Regions from separate parts of the Anas platyrhynchos genome. Here region 2 is linked to region 1. A link is a contact called in public Hi-C data. All regions are on one chromosome and are shown on one strand. Each heading gives the region's core, a stretch centred on a gene start, on an enhancer-like site or on the middle of the called end of the contact. The rest is flanking DNA. Distances are from core to core; before and after follow the strand shown. Region 1 has its middle 12 kb from the start of SKIDA1. Region 2 holds the start of BMI1 (BMI1 proto-oncogene, polycomb ring finger).

Region 1 (7,504 bases), core at 1,560-4,059:
GTAATGTTTACTGTGTGACTCAAAGTCAACATTTCTGATGGCAGTCCGCTGCCTGGTTTTCAGTTTTTTAATTCCTGCCTTTTGTGATGCCCTCTCCCAACCCCTCGTGTCGCTAAATATTCCGAGCGGCCACTGACTGATTTCAGCTCTGTTTACTATATCCACCGGAGTTTTCCTCTCCTTGTAAAAAGGCCCAGGCTAAGAATACCTGCAGCCAAATATATTTAGAAAGAGTAAACAATTGCCTTTCAGTGGAGTTTCCCTTCCCCCCTGCATGCACACGCACACACACACACACACTCACACGCACACACATCACTTTAAACTGCCAATTGCAAAAGGTGCATTGCATACTTAGCCGCTCTGCTGAAATTACGATGGTCGTGAAAAATCTGCTTACTGAAGTTGTTCTGAGATGAATGTTTACATTCGTGTGTTTAGAGCCGCACAGATTACAGCCTTATTTCCAGAGAACTGTAAGGACGTACCAAACGGACTGCTCAGGAAAGCCCCCAGCTCTGGTAGAAAGCCGTGTCTGCTTGACAAAGGTCTTCCCTTGACCAAAAAGAAAAAAAAAAAAAAGAAAGAAAAAAAAAGGGGAAAAAAAAAAAAAAGAACCAAACGCAAAAGCTACAAAGGTGCAATATGCAAACTCGAAACCTAAAATTTCGCCTTGCCAGTTAAACAACGTATCACTTTCAAAGTAACTCTGTCCCCTGACCCTGTTTACTTCCAATTAGAGATATGCTGATTTGGCCAGGAATTGTAAATTACAGAGGTGCCTTTTCAGGTTGCCTAAATAATCCTGGAGGGGGGAGGGGGAGGAATAAGCATAAATTTATACCAAATAGGCTCTGCAGAGTTGAGGACGTGAAATATGGCGCCCGGCCCTGCCAGGGGCTGCGGAGCCCTCAGCGGAGCCCAGACCCAGCCCCGGGACCGGGACCGGGACCGGGGCAGGCACCGGCCCGGGCCAGGGCCCTGCTGCTCCGCTGGGCTCCCCTCCACGCAGGCAACATCAAAAGGCAAGAAGTTAAACAGCCAAATAATTTTCACACGTGTACACCTCAGTTTAGTGCAAGCCACTAACAGGAGCCTTCGTGTTTTTTACTGCCGTTGGAGAAATTAGCCAGGTACAATAACACGCAGGGATTTAAAAAAAAAAAAAAAAAAAAAAAAAGAAAGAAATGGTATTCTTTAAAATTCTGGTAGTTTGGTAGCTGTTTCTGATGGCATTGTGATTATTATTGCGAGCAGAATTCATTATCATTTCGGCCTTAATACTATCAAGACGTATCACTGAGTTATGTATAAATAACCCCTTTTCTCCTAGAAAGGTAAGTTCTCAGAAGGAGGAAAAACAAGGGTGTTCCAGCGAGCCAGGTCACAACGTTGTTGTAACGCTTACAGGGGAGAAAACGCAAAATGTATTGGTAATGAATTGCCACCATTTTCCAGCTCCTGGTGTACACAAAACCCACCAGCATTTTCTAAAGGAAAAAGCAGTCTAGGGACGTGCGTGTACTTTCTGGGCCAGCCTCCATAGGTATTTGCCACGAGTCGAGCTCATTGATACATTTTCTGGGAAGATTTCTGTTACCATACTGAAGACAAAAGAAAGTTTTGGACTATGTTTAATTCTCTAGAGCATTAAAAAGGGAACACGTGTAATGCCTTCAGCAACGAGGTATATTGCCTTAAAACATGTAACTTGCAGTTTACAACAATTTACTTTTAAGAAGTGATTGTTCTATAATCTACACTTACTTGACTACAGTGGGATAATCTCTTTACTGGTTGTTTATTTAAAACACCACTACAAGCAATAATGCAAAATAGTGGTAGCTGTTGTATGAAGTTTGCTGTTCAATCATTCACTCGGTGATTTTTTACATGGTCTCTGATCCTTTTTTCCTATAACAGATTTAGTTGCCAATAAATTAAAGTTTCTGCAGAAATGAGAACAATGCTATCATGTTTTTGTTTGTTACTGTTCACACGTGTGAGTAGTTAAGACGTGGAGGTGTAAAAAAAAGCAGCATTTTCTACACACGGTGGTGAGCCGGAGGAAAATTTCCCCTGTACGCAGCATGTTAGAGAACGTGACATACAGATAACGTTGTTAATCGTGGTTTTTATGGTTAAGATGATTGCTGGAAAGAATATGTAATGGCTCATCCTCGGGTCTCTTCGGCCAACACCTCGGTACAAAAGCAGGGCCATCGCAGGAACGTGAAAACTAACAGCTAGAAAAACCAGGGCCGAGGCGCTGGGCTCTACCTCGCTAAAGTCACACTCGTAGACATTATCCATGCACAAGCCTCCCCTGGTATTTCAACCCTAGCATCGTGTGTAAGGAGAGCTCGGTGTCACAGCTCCTTGGCTGGGCGCGGGGCAGCCCAGGAGCGCTCCGAGCCATGCAGGGGGCTGCCCAGAGCTCTCGGGAAGGGACACGGGGACGTGGGGTGAACTGATTTTAGGCCTTCCACGTCGCATTTTTTTTACCGTTCTGATATAATTATTTGCCATGCCCTAGGCCCCTCTCTCTCCCTCTCTCCTTTTCACTCCGAGGCGGCCTCACAAGCCCCAGCTTTAAAAGGCCCTAGATGTTTTGCATGAAGCGCTCACAATAGGGGTTGAGGGAATTGACAGTTTCAAAAACAAGGCGCCCTGTCCTTTCCAGATGCCGAGGACCCCTCTCCCGCACCATCCCCTCGTTTGCTCCTCGCCGCTGGTGGCTTTACCCTTAGCATTGCAAATACACGGCAACAGCTGTGTTTGTAAACAGGGGGGGAGAGTTCGGCGGGAGCCGCCGCTCCCTCTCCTTTTAAAGGCTGCCTCCTCGCCTTTAAAAAAAATATATATATATATAACAAACATGGAGGGAGAGGGAGGAAACCCAACGAGCCCAGCGGGAGAAGCGGGCCCTCGAGCGGCGGACACGGGCCTGCCCGCTCGGCGGCCGGGCTCCCGCAGGCCGCGGGCGGCGCTGAGCCGCTCTCGGGGCGGCCCCTGCGCGGCGGGCCCGGGGGACAGCGCGCCTCGGGCCGCCATCTTGCCCGGCGCCACACGGCCCGGCCCCGCCGGCACCCTCGGCGGCCCCGCCGCTCCCGGGGCTGCTCCCCGCGGCCGGGAGCGGGTGTGGGGGGACGCGGCGAGGCACCCCGCGGGCCCCCGCACTTCAAAGCGGCCTCTCGGCCCCCGCCCCGCGCCCCCCTCCGGGGCTCCGCGGCCGGAGGGCGTCCATCTTCCCCGGCCCCTCCGCCCTGCCTGCTTTGTGCGCGGGGGGCCGCGGGGTTCGCCGCCGCCGCGGCCCCCCGGGCAGAGCCGGGGAGGGGACGGGGGAGAGGGGTCGGAGCGGGGAGTGCAACAGGGCCGCTGGCTTGGTCGCGTTTAAAAAACGCAGCCGGGGCTGTAAAGCGTGTGAAATTACGCACTGGTCTCTTAAAGAGTGGCTAATTTATAGTAAATAGCCGGGGCTTTGTAAATGGCTTTATTATGTTGTTTCTTGTTAATTGTTGAGAAAATCCCCATTGTTGGGTGTGAATGGCTTTATGAGCTAACCTGGTCTCGGGTGCAATCGAGGGGCAGTAAATGGCCGCTCCGCTAATGTGGCCCGGAGCGAGGAGCCGGGGCCGGCCGCGGTGACCCCGGGGCCGGGCTGTGCTGGGCTGCCCGAGCCCCATCGCCGCGGCCGCCATCACACGGCCGCCCCGAGCCCAGCCCCGCACCTCCCTTCTCCTCGCTGCCCACCCTCACCCCGGGACCCCGCCGCCCCGGGGGGCTCCCCCAGCTCCGGGCCGAGCCCCCCCGGCCCCGTGGTGGCCGTGCAGGGGCCGCTCCTCTTTGTTATCCCCCCGGCTCCCCGGCCTGGGGTGCCCCTGCCCCCGCCTCCCACTGCCGGCCGCCCGGGGGAGGGCAGGGGGAGCCGCAAGGAACTTCCCCAAAACTTCGTCCCCCCCTTAAACCCCGGGATCCCCGAGGAAAGCGGGGCTCGGGGGCTGCCCCCCGCCGCCGGGCCGTGTTGGGGCGGCACGTGGCGGCGCCTTATAAAATACAAATCGCGATGAAATGTAAATTCCAGCCCAGAAACTTATCTCGGGCTATTCTCTTTCCCGAAATCTCCCTCCCTCTGATTTCGCTATTAGGAGAAATCCCCCCTGGGTTTAGAGCACTTGTTTCACTTTTTTTTTTTTTTTTTTTTTTTTCCTTTTTGCTGTTGTTGTGCAGCCCACATCTGTTGGCTTCCCCTCCGCGGCTCTCCCTGCGGGGCCGAGGCCGAGCCTCCCCGGGGCAGCCCCAGCCCCAGCCCTGCCCCTCGGAGCCGGGCGATTTTCCCCCGGTGCCTTCGGGGACCGGGCTTGAATTGCGAAGGGGTCGGCTGCTCGGCTCCCTCCTTCCCGGGACTGGCTCCCGCAGTTCTCCTCCCGGCTGCTCGGTGCTGTCGGAGCGGGCAGATAGGGCTGTACAGCCCATTTCCCTCCAAACAGGATGTTTCCATCAACCTGCATTTGGTTTTCCCCAAAGAGCAGCGGAGAGTTTAGCTGGGAAACACGTCCCGGCTAAACCCTTGCCTTCAGCTGCCACTCGGGTCACTTCACATCTTTGTATTATATTTCATCCTGTCATTCCCCTTTCTCTGCCTTCCCGGGCAAAATAAATAAACTAACAAACAACCGGAGCCTTGCAAAAGACGCGCTGGATGGCGATGCGGGTGCGGGCGGCACCTCCCGGGCGGCTCCGGGGCTCGGCTGCCGGCTCCCGGCCGCCTCGGTGCGGGGCTGTGCGGGGCTGTGCGGGGCTGTGCGGGGCTGTGCGGGATGCAGCCCCCGGGCCGGCCTTCGCAGGCTTCTTTGTGCTTTGGTGCGGGAGGGAGAGAGGGGCTGCGAGCGCTAAAAGCGCCGCGGCACGGGTGCGAACATGTGGTTTGGATTTACCCACGGTGCTTTCGCATGCCCCAAGGTTTCGGGGTAAAACCGGCCGAGACAATAGCAAAAGGAGAAATAGTAAAAGCGGAGAAAAAAAAAAGAAAAAAAAAAAAAAAGGAAAAGAAAAAAGGAAAAAAAAAATAAAAGGAGGGCCGCTCGCCCTCGGAAATGCTCGTTTCCATTGAGGCGGACATGCCAGCTTGGGGACGGGTAAATAGCGATAACGTGCTATTCCGCCACCGGTTTTCCAGCCCATTTGGGAAACTTTGCCGTGCCTGCCGCGGGTGTTTGAAGCAGGGCATTATAAGCGGGAGAAGGATTTTCAGGTTGTTTCTTGCTATGACATAATCGCCCCCCGTCAAAAGCTGCCTGAGGTCGCCGGAGGGAAAAAGATGTTCGCGCTGAATGATGTGGTGGGAGGAAAGAGAGAGCGGCCTTTAATACGTGCTATAAAATAATGTCAGCTCTCCGAGCCTGTGATCTCGCAGCCTCCTTTTTATTTTAGGGGAAGTTTATGAACGGTTACCTGGGGTTTACAAATTTTGCTAGTAAAAGCTCATTCGTGCCATTATGATTTCTGTAGCCTCCTCCCGTAAAAGGGGGGCCTGTAAAAGGTATGAATTCTCCACAAGCCCTGCCATTCATCAAGCCTGGGGACGTCCGTCGCTATCTGGCCGTGGGGAGGCCGATAAACGGCGAGGCTCTCCAGATAACCGCCGCTACCTCTCGGGCTCCATCCGAGCACTCGGCCGTGTTTGTTCCGTGCCGGAAAGGGGGGGCTTGAAAGCGGGGCAACTTTGGAGAACACACCTGAAAGTTGGGAATCTCGGTAGCTCCTCTCTACAACGTGTTTGCACTGCTCGTGGCACACAAGGAGGATACCCGGCACAGCAAATCCTTCGGCGGCGGCAGACTTAAAAGCGGCTGCTGCCTTTCCAGAGGCCTTCCTCCCTCCTCCTCCCTCTGTAAACACGGGCGCACAGATGCGCAGAGCCTGCCCGTGAAAATTCCAGCGCGGAGCCCGGCTCCTCCGCCAGCGCCTGCGGGGCCGCATTTGTTCCTCCCGTTTTCCGCAGGAGAGCGATGACACCGGGCTTCAGGAAAGCTCCGGAGGGGAGCCGAGAGCCGCAGCGGCTCCCAGCCCGACTCCAGCACGGATTGCGAGGGAATTTGGCTTCACCAAACCTGCGGATGCGAGGCGCCTTTCAGACGCAATTTACTGCTTGTCTTTGGTTTAGCGACGCTGATTGCGTCTGATCATTTCGAGAGACGAGCTCCATAAACATCTGATAGTTTGCAGGGGAATCAAGCGCGGTGACAATTGCGCGGAGCTGGTTTTAATTTTATCCCAAAGTGTTTACACATCGACATATGGTAAATTTGTCTTCGCTAAGAAAGTTAAGAATCAATAGCGTTAATAGCTCTGCATAGACATGAGAGCGATTAACGTTTCTGCATCCCCACCAGCCTCAGGTTCCCGAAGATAAATGGTGCTTTGCCGAAAGAAAAGGCATTTGCGAGTGAAGGTTGCCTGGCTCTGCCCGCATAGGTGCTGGGAGGCTGCTGGCGAGCTCAGCACCCCTCGCCCCGGCTCTGCTCAGCGGCGTAAAGCAGCAGCAGCGCCCTTGCTCTGCTTTCAGCGCTCTTTTCAAATGCTTTCCCTCCCGAATACCTGCAACGATCATGCTTGAAAAAACAGCCGGCTTCTTCCCGGCAAGGGAAGCGGGTCTGTGCTAAAGGGCTGCGTCCTGCCTCTCCCCGGCTCGGCTTTTGGGGCTGCCCCGAGCCGAGGGTAGAGGGAAAATCGTGCCACGAGCCAGGTCCCGCTCGGCAGCGGGGTGCTGCAGGCACCTTAGGGTGCTCCTTGGCTTTCCTAAGGGATGTTCAATCACCCTCAGTCGTACCAGGATGGGGTGGCAAAAACTCGGTCGTGCTGGGACTTTTTCGACCATCGAGGATCTGCTCCCAGGGAGAGCCGAAAACCACGGCTCTAACCCTAAAAACCGAGGTGCGGGAGTTAGCCACGCGTGCAAACGCCGCCGATGCATCAGTTTTTCATCGCCCCCCAAACATTTTAGGAGTAACATTTTTAATTTTCAGGTGCTGCTTTAGGAAGGTCGTGAAATCACGTAGAAACACTACAGCTCCCCCGATCCACAGATGTCTTTGCACGTCTCTAAGTCAAACAGGTCAAATATTTTTTAAACACGCATTTACCAAGAGAGAGAGAAAAAAAAGGCATCTAAGCTGGAAACCTGTGGGGGCATAACAAAAGGAAAGAGGCCAGAAAGAAATATCCCACAGTGGATTACAAGGTTATGGGACAGGTCACTATAGGAAAGTTAAACAAAAAATGAAGGGTACATTATATAAACCCCACGTAATTAAAAAATGGTTAGTTCCAATGCTGTACTTATACCCTCAGACATTTGTTGAGTTTGTTAATCGAGTGCCCGTGAGTTTATTGGGAATTTATTCTCTTAATATACCTTTATTTGCCCGGCGTTTGATTTTTCACATAATGAGAAAACTGACCGCAGTTAATGACTGTGTGTTTGGCGAGGACTGTCATTACT
Region 2 (6,742 bases), core at 3,773-6,272, 340 kb before region 1:
CCCCGCCCCGGACCCGCACCCCCCGCCCCCCCGGCCCCCCCCCGGCTCCCCACGCAACGCCCCCGATTCCTCCTTTTTTCTCCCCCCCCCCCCGGCTCCGCTCCCTTTCATCCCCTCCGCTCCCCCGCGATCACGCGTGACCCCACGCCCCCCCCCCCCACATCCACGCCCGGAGCCCCCCCCCTGCCCCCCCACGCACTTGTTGCTCCCGCCCCGTCCCGCCCCGCGTGGGGACGCGCGGCCGCCGCCCGCCCCGTCGGGGCCCGCAGCCCCCTCGGAGGGGCCGGGGAGCGGCGGGGGGGGGTCGGAGCCGCCGCCTCCCGCAGCCCGGAGCCGGGGACACGTCGGGGACACGCGGAGGAGCGGGGCCGGCCCGCTGCCGTCGGGCGGGGAGCGCCCCGTGGGGGCGGCCGGGGCCCCCCGACGTGCTTCCCCCGCCGGCAGGTGCTCGGGCCCGGCCACCTCGGGGCGGCGGAGAGCAGGGGACGAAAGGACGAGCCCCCCCCTCTCCCCCCCCCGCCCCTCCCCGAGCCGTTCGAGCCGGCGCCGTCGAGCGGGAGCCGCCGCCGGGGCTCCTCCGCTGCGGCGGGCAGGCTGCGGGGCGAACCGGCCCCCAAAAAATTGAACCAGGGCCCCCTCCGCCTCCCGAGCCGCAGCCCGACCTTTAATCCCGGCCGGGATGCGAGATCGGCCCCGGTTAAAGCACGCAGCGAGTCCCCAGCGCTCCGTGGGGCCGGGGCCGTGCTCCGCAGCCCCGCTGCTGGGGACGCCCGATCCCCCCCCCCCCGAAAAAAAAGGAGTAGGAGCGAATAAACTTTATTAGAAACCAAAGAAATAAAGGCACAGGGAAAGGGGAGGAATGCTTGGAAGACGGCAGTTGAGTGGACGTTTAACTCCAGGCGTGATCTTCCAAAAAAACAAGCGAGGAATAGCAACTGCGGTCGTAAGAACAGTTATTTCCCTTAATTCTCGTCCAGGAGATCATTAAAAAAGCTTCAGAGCACGAGATGTAAATGGAGATGAAAGACATTTGTCCTTCAGAAGACGCTTTTAGGAATCAGTACGTGAGCTCAGCAGGCTGGCTCCTTCCTTCAGTCACATCTGAGTCGCTCTTTCTAGACTCTTTGCAGCATCTTTTAGTTTTCCCACTAAATCCTGAGAGACGGAATACCAGCTTAGAATAAACATTTTTAAAAGGTCAGCTAGCAGGAGAACAGAATATTCTTTTTGCACACAGAGGGAAGGGAGACCAGCATCCTATACCACAAAGAATTGTTGCAGTTGACAAACAATGCCAGCAAGTAATTAAATAAATTCTTTTTTTTATATATATATACTGTTGTAAAAAAGTAAGAAAAGTTGGAACTGAAGGAAAATGCCTTTTATCGTATATGATCTCCTAAAATATATCACTACTTTTTAACGTGCAGATTTTATTGGTATGGTTACAATGGCTGGTGCTAAGAGGCGCCAGGAGCTTTTGAGCACTATATACATTTCTAAAATCCTGAAAATATTTTGAGTGTAATTTTGTACTGGGACCATTCTCCAGTCAACGTACGCCAGGCTTAAGTCAGTCAGTGAACCAATTTAAAATACTCTCTAGCATGTCAAAGACAACTTTGGAGGCACATGTGAACCAAACGGCAGCATAAACCTGAAGTTTTAATATCTTGCCTTCTCTGCCCCAGCCCCTCTTCCCACTCTCCCCCAGTTTGCTCACTTTCAAGCACTACAATACCTCCATTGTTCAGTTACACATTTAAATCGCTAAACAAAGATCAACGTTTGTTTCACTAGGTTTCTGACGTGCCATTAACGCCACTGAAGAGGCTCCAGCTCGTTCTCTATTTTCATTCGTGACATATTTCAGCCAGTGAACCGCTTTCCTTAATCATTTCCCCAACCCGCGGGAAATCAGTTTCAGAAAAATGATGCATCCCCTCCCAAATATACGCATTGGTTATGAAAACAGACCAAATATTTACGCACACATGGAAACAACACATGCAACCAAAATCAGCTACTGTACAGCTTCAATTGAGAAGACAGCAAGACCACATCCAGGTAATTTTGTCAGAAGTTTCCCCCTCACCCTCCCAGTTCAGGATTTTTATTTTATTTTTTATTATTTTTATTTTTTGAGCATAGTTTCTATCACTTAATTATGATTGACAAGGTGTTAAAAACATTTACATCCACAACCGGAGCCAAGCATAGAAACAATGAGGAAGGAAAGAAGTACCTGCAATTGCTCCATCGTGCAACTAAAACTAACATCTGGGTGCGATCCTGAATCACTCTGAGGGAAAGAAAAGAAAAAAAAAAAGACACACACCAACAAAAGACAATTTTATTAAAAAATGACAAGGAATTGCATTTTTTCCTCTGAGGGTGAGAGCAGTACCGTACCTCCACATTTAAGGTCACCAAATAGGAAGGCTGGTAAGTTTTATGAAGTTGATTGGTCTAAATTAAAAACAAAGAAGCATTGAAAAAAGTCAGGTCTCAGCACTGGGACAGACTAATGAAACATGTTGATGCTTTGATATTACCTTGATCTGATATTCCAAGCGCCAAGACACATCAGTTATATGGAGGGGAGATCTGCCTATGCTGAAAGACACAACAGTAACAAGTTCCCTAAGCTAAAAGGAAAAGTGAATTTTCTAAAGCTGCCCATCAATAAAGCCAACAAGTTTCTCAAGATACTTTTAATGCTCCTTGAAAAGTTCAAAAAGTTACTTAAAAGTAGAATACTGAGAGGAGGAAGGAAAGTTTCAACAGCTGTTTTCTAAGGGCTGTTAAAAATGTAAAAAAATAAAAATAAATAATATATTTTTAAAAATCAATATTTTTACTTAATCAGGTGAAATATGCATGGATGTTTTCCAGGAGAGTTTCAAAGTAGCTTTAATGGGCACTGATTCACCTACCTTCCCAACAGGATTTCCAAGGCATCCTTGTTTTTCTGAAGGAAAAAAAAAAAAGAGAGGGGGAGAGAAAGGAAAATATATTTGGAAGCTTCAAACAAATTGCTGCAGGAGAAGGAGAAGACCAATACGTTCAAATTGGATTCAAAACCTGGTATTCGGTGCAAAACTGCTCGATTCTCTCTTTCTCCAATTTACAGTCTTCCAGGCACGTGCTGCGGGGAAGCAGAACTTCTCATCAGCCCTCTGCTAGCCCCGGCTCGGCCGTGAGCCAGGGCAGCAATGGGGTGGCCGCAGGGCGCTGCTGGTACCTGATGGCAGCCACGTCGGCTCTCTGCTTTGCTGCCTCCAGAATGCACATCGCAGCTGCGGCGTGGCAGTGCTTTAACACCGCCGGGTCGATATCTTGCAGGTCTGGATCGTCTACAACAAACGCCCCGCTGAGGAGGGCAACGCCGAGCCCGCAAACTTCGCCCGGGGTCGGGGACCGGGTTGGGGATGAGGTCGGGACGAAGGGGAAGGGAAGAAGGGGAAGGGATGGGGGATGCTACGGACCCCGCGGTGCGTCCCGGCGCTGCTCCTAACTCTCCACCCCATTAAAAACGATAGGAAAAAAAAAAATAAAGCGAGGAGAAGCTGGGTTTCCTCTGCACGCCCCGCTCGCGGTTCCCCGGGGCGGCTGCGGGTTAAAGGCAGGCTCGCAGCCGGGGCACCGCCGCCCCCCTCCGGCCCGGCAGGGTGCGGGGAGCAGGGTGCGGGGAGCAGGGTGCGGGGAGCAGGGTGCGGGGTGCCGGCGGGGCTCCGCCGCTTTGCATCCTGCCGGCGGGGCGGCCCCGTGCAGCGGCACCCGCGGGCGAGGGTCCGGCGGCGGTGCCGGTGTGCTCGCACCTCTGTGCACGCACCTCTGTGCACGCACCCGCGGCGCTGCACGCGTGCACACCCCCGCCTGCATGCACACGCGGCTATATGCATGCGGGCGGTCCTATATAGACGCACGCCCCTATATGTGCATGCACCCGGTCCTATATGCACACAGTTCTACGTGCCCGCAAGCAAACCTATATATGTGCATAACCCTATGCTCGTGCATACCCCTATATACATGCACACCCCTATGTGCACGCACACAGTCCTATATATCCGCACACAAACCTATATGCATGCATAATCTTATATTTATGCATAACCCTATACCCATGCACATGTATGTGCATACAGACCCCTATATGGATGCACACAGTCCTATATACACATTGTTATATGCGCGCATGCGAGCCTATATGCATGCATACCCCTATATTCATGTATACCCCTATGTGCATGCACACCCCTATGTGCACACACACCTATATGCATGCATACTCCTATATGCATGCACATCTATATGTGTGCATACCCCTATATTCATGCATACTCCTAGAAGTATACACACAGACCCCTATATGCATAGACAAGCATATATGCATGCAATACCCCTATATTCATGCATGCCCTATAAGCATGCACACAGCCTCATATACACACAGACCTATATGCACATGCAAGCCTATATGCTTGCACACCCCTCTATGCATTCACACCCCTATATGCACGCACCCCTATGTGCACACACACCCCCATGCATGCACACCCCTATACCCCTACATGCACACCCCCCCCTATATTTACACGCCCCCCCGTACACGCACACCCTTAACACCGAGCACCGAGCACCGCAGCCCCACACAGGACCCCCCCCCACCCTCCCCAACCCCCTTTGCACACCGCATCCCCCCCACCTCCCGCAGGTGGCCCCCTTAACACCCCCCCCCCAATCCCCTATTACAACCCGATCCCTCTCCCCTCCTCCCCGCGCTCACCCAGGCCGCCGGGGGGCTGCAGGAGGCCGCGGAAGGCGGCGCGCAGCAGCGCGGTGTAGGCGGCCCGGGGGAGGCGGCGGGGGTCGCCCAGCAGCCGCCACCCGCCCTGCGCGGCCGCCGACAGCTCCATTGTGCCGCCGTGACCTTCGACACGCGCCACGTGACGCGCGGCAGCTGATCACCGGCGGCGGCGGGGGCGGCGGGGCGGAGCCGGCCGGGACCGGGGACCGGGAGCGGGGGGCGCGGGCGGGCGGGCGGAGGCGCCGCCGGGGCGAGGGCTCCGCGGTACCGCGGAGCCCTCGCCCCGGCGGCGCCTCCGCCCGCCCGCCCGCGCCCTTCCCGGCCTCGTCACCCTGAGGAAGGCGCCCCCCGGGCCTTCCCTCGGCTGCTTCCGAAGCCTGTGAATATTCAGGATTTTCCCCCCTCAGTCGCCTCTTTTTTGATGTTCTGAGGAGAAAATCCTAACCGGGGCCGGCGAAACGGCCCGCGGCACCCCGCTCTGAACGGGCTGAGCCGCCAACGCGTAACCCCAGCCTGCCCTCGACAAATTTACTGTGGTGTTTCTGAAGCGAAAAATCCCAAATCTCAGTCTGAAAGCAATACAAGCACTGACAGGGACGCTAACGCACAACCGAGCCTTCCCTCCACAAACCTTTATTGTAATATTTCCGAAGTGGAAATTCAGCACCAAAATCTCCTCATTTATTTATATTTTTAAGAGTAGAAGCTAAAGGCCCCCGCCTGCTTGGTGATTTTTAAATAACATATACATACTGACTGAACAAGCCTTATTCGTGGAATATTTCTTCAGTGGGAATTCCACATTGAAATTTAATTTTTTTTTTTTTTTTTAAGTAGAAGATAAAGGCCCCTGCCAGCTTGGTGATTTTAACATAACATCTACATACTGACAGCAAGCTAGTCCTTTCCACATTACAGATACATTTCAGACAACGCAGCCTTTCCACGCTGCACATACATCTCAGACAACACGAAGTGTAAAAATGACCAGCTGCCAATTATCACCAAATACATAACATAAAATCATGTAAAAAAAGCAGTTTTTCCTCTACATTTGCAATGCTTCTTGTCTGAGATAGGATTTGGTGAGGAGAGTAAGTCAGATGCACTAGCACATGTGTAAATGTAGTGTAAATGTAGTGCAACGTGTAAAGCATATCCCGTGCATACCCCTATATATTGTCATGCCCCCATATTTTATCATAACCTAATTTAAAATTGGTGAGCATCCCCTGCTCTTTGGGTCAGCTTCTGACCTGTGCCGCGATCCCGTTGTATTTTGACACTGCTGCCAGAGGAGTGGACCTCGTGCTAGGAGAGAGCTTTGAATACCCAAATTTCATTTCTCCTGACCTATTCCAGGCGATTGACTGGATTTAATTGAAGAGCTGTTAGGAATTTTGTATCCACATCTGTACCTGTCACTAATTGTAGACTGTCATCTAAGAGCTCAGCCAAGGTTTTGAAGCCAGTTAAAGTTTTGTTCCAGTGAGAACAGTAAAATTGTATTTTATCACATCTAGCCACATCACATTTTACATGCATTTAAATGTGTTTTCTCTTTGTGATATTAATCCACTTATTTTCTCTAAATCAGCTGTCTGCCTGTCACATACGTTTCGTCCTCAGTACTGATGCAGGACACGAGCAATCAGGTTGCTGGCACTGTGGGTTCTCCGCTCACTAGGTAAAATCATGCATTGCTAAACTTACGTCTCAACTATGCACAAACTGAGGTAAAAATAATAAAAGTCTACTGCCTGCAGGATCCGGCCCTTAATTTTGACACACCGTGTAAGCTCAGTGTCAGGTCTCCCGGCAGCACGAAGAACGACTGCGTACATTTTTGGTGTATGATCTGATGTGATAGCACTGGTCCGATGCTTTGGCATACAAATGAACACCACTGAATTGATGAACGCTGAGCTT

Evidence for each region. Hi-C and Micro-C count contacts between places; a contact is called where the count stands out from the background.
Region 2: a contact with region 1 is called in a Hi-C map of subcutaneous adipose tissue, with 2.4 times the contacts expected there. The contact joins the promoter of BMI1 here to the enhancer-like site in region 1. A contact is called at or near these places in 3 of 8 Hi-C or Micro-C datasets (F5 follicle, liver and subcutaneous adipose tissue).

The regions. Positions count from the first base shown.
Region 1 is chr2:140,293,751-140,301,254 of IASCAAS_PekinDuck_T2T, reverse strand. No RefSeq gene overlaps it. Among named protein-coding and RNA genes, the nearest start is that of SKIDA1, 12 kb to the left of the region's middle. Within about 2 kb of position 2,809, at least 6 of the 8 cell types and tissues checked have an H3K27ac peak or open chromatin away from gene starts, as enhancers often do. A contact at or near this core is called in subcutaneous adipose tissue, where this site is marked.
Region 2 is chr2:140,631,762-140,638,503 of IASCAAS_PekinDuck_T2T, reverse strand. It overlaps BMI1 (BMI1 proto-oncogene, polycomb ring finger), which reads right to left and starts at 5,022. Exons shown (of 14, transcript XM_038174833.2): 1 at 4,793-5,022; 2 at 3,245-3,356; 3 at 3,085-3,148; 4 at 2,937-2,971; 5 at 2,225-2,302. The coding sequence starts at 4,922.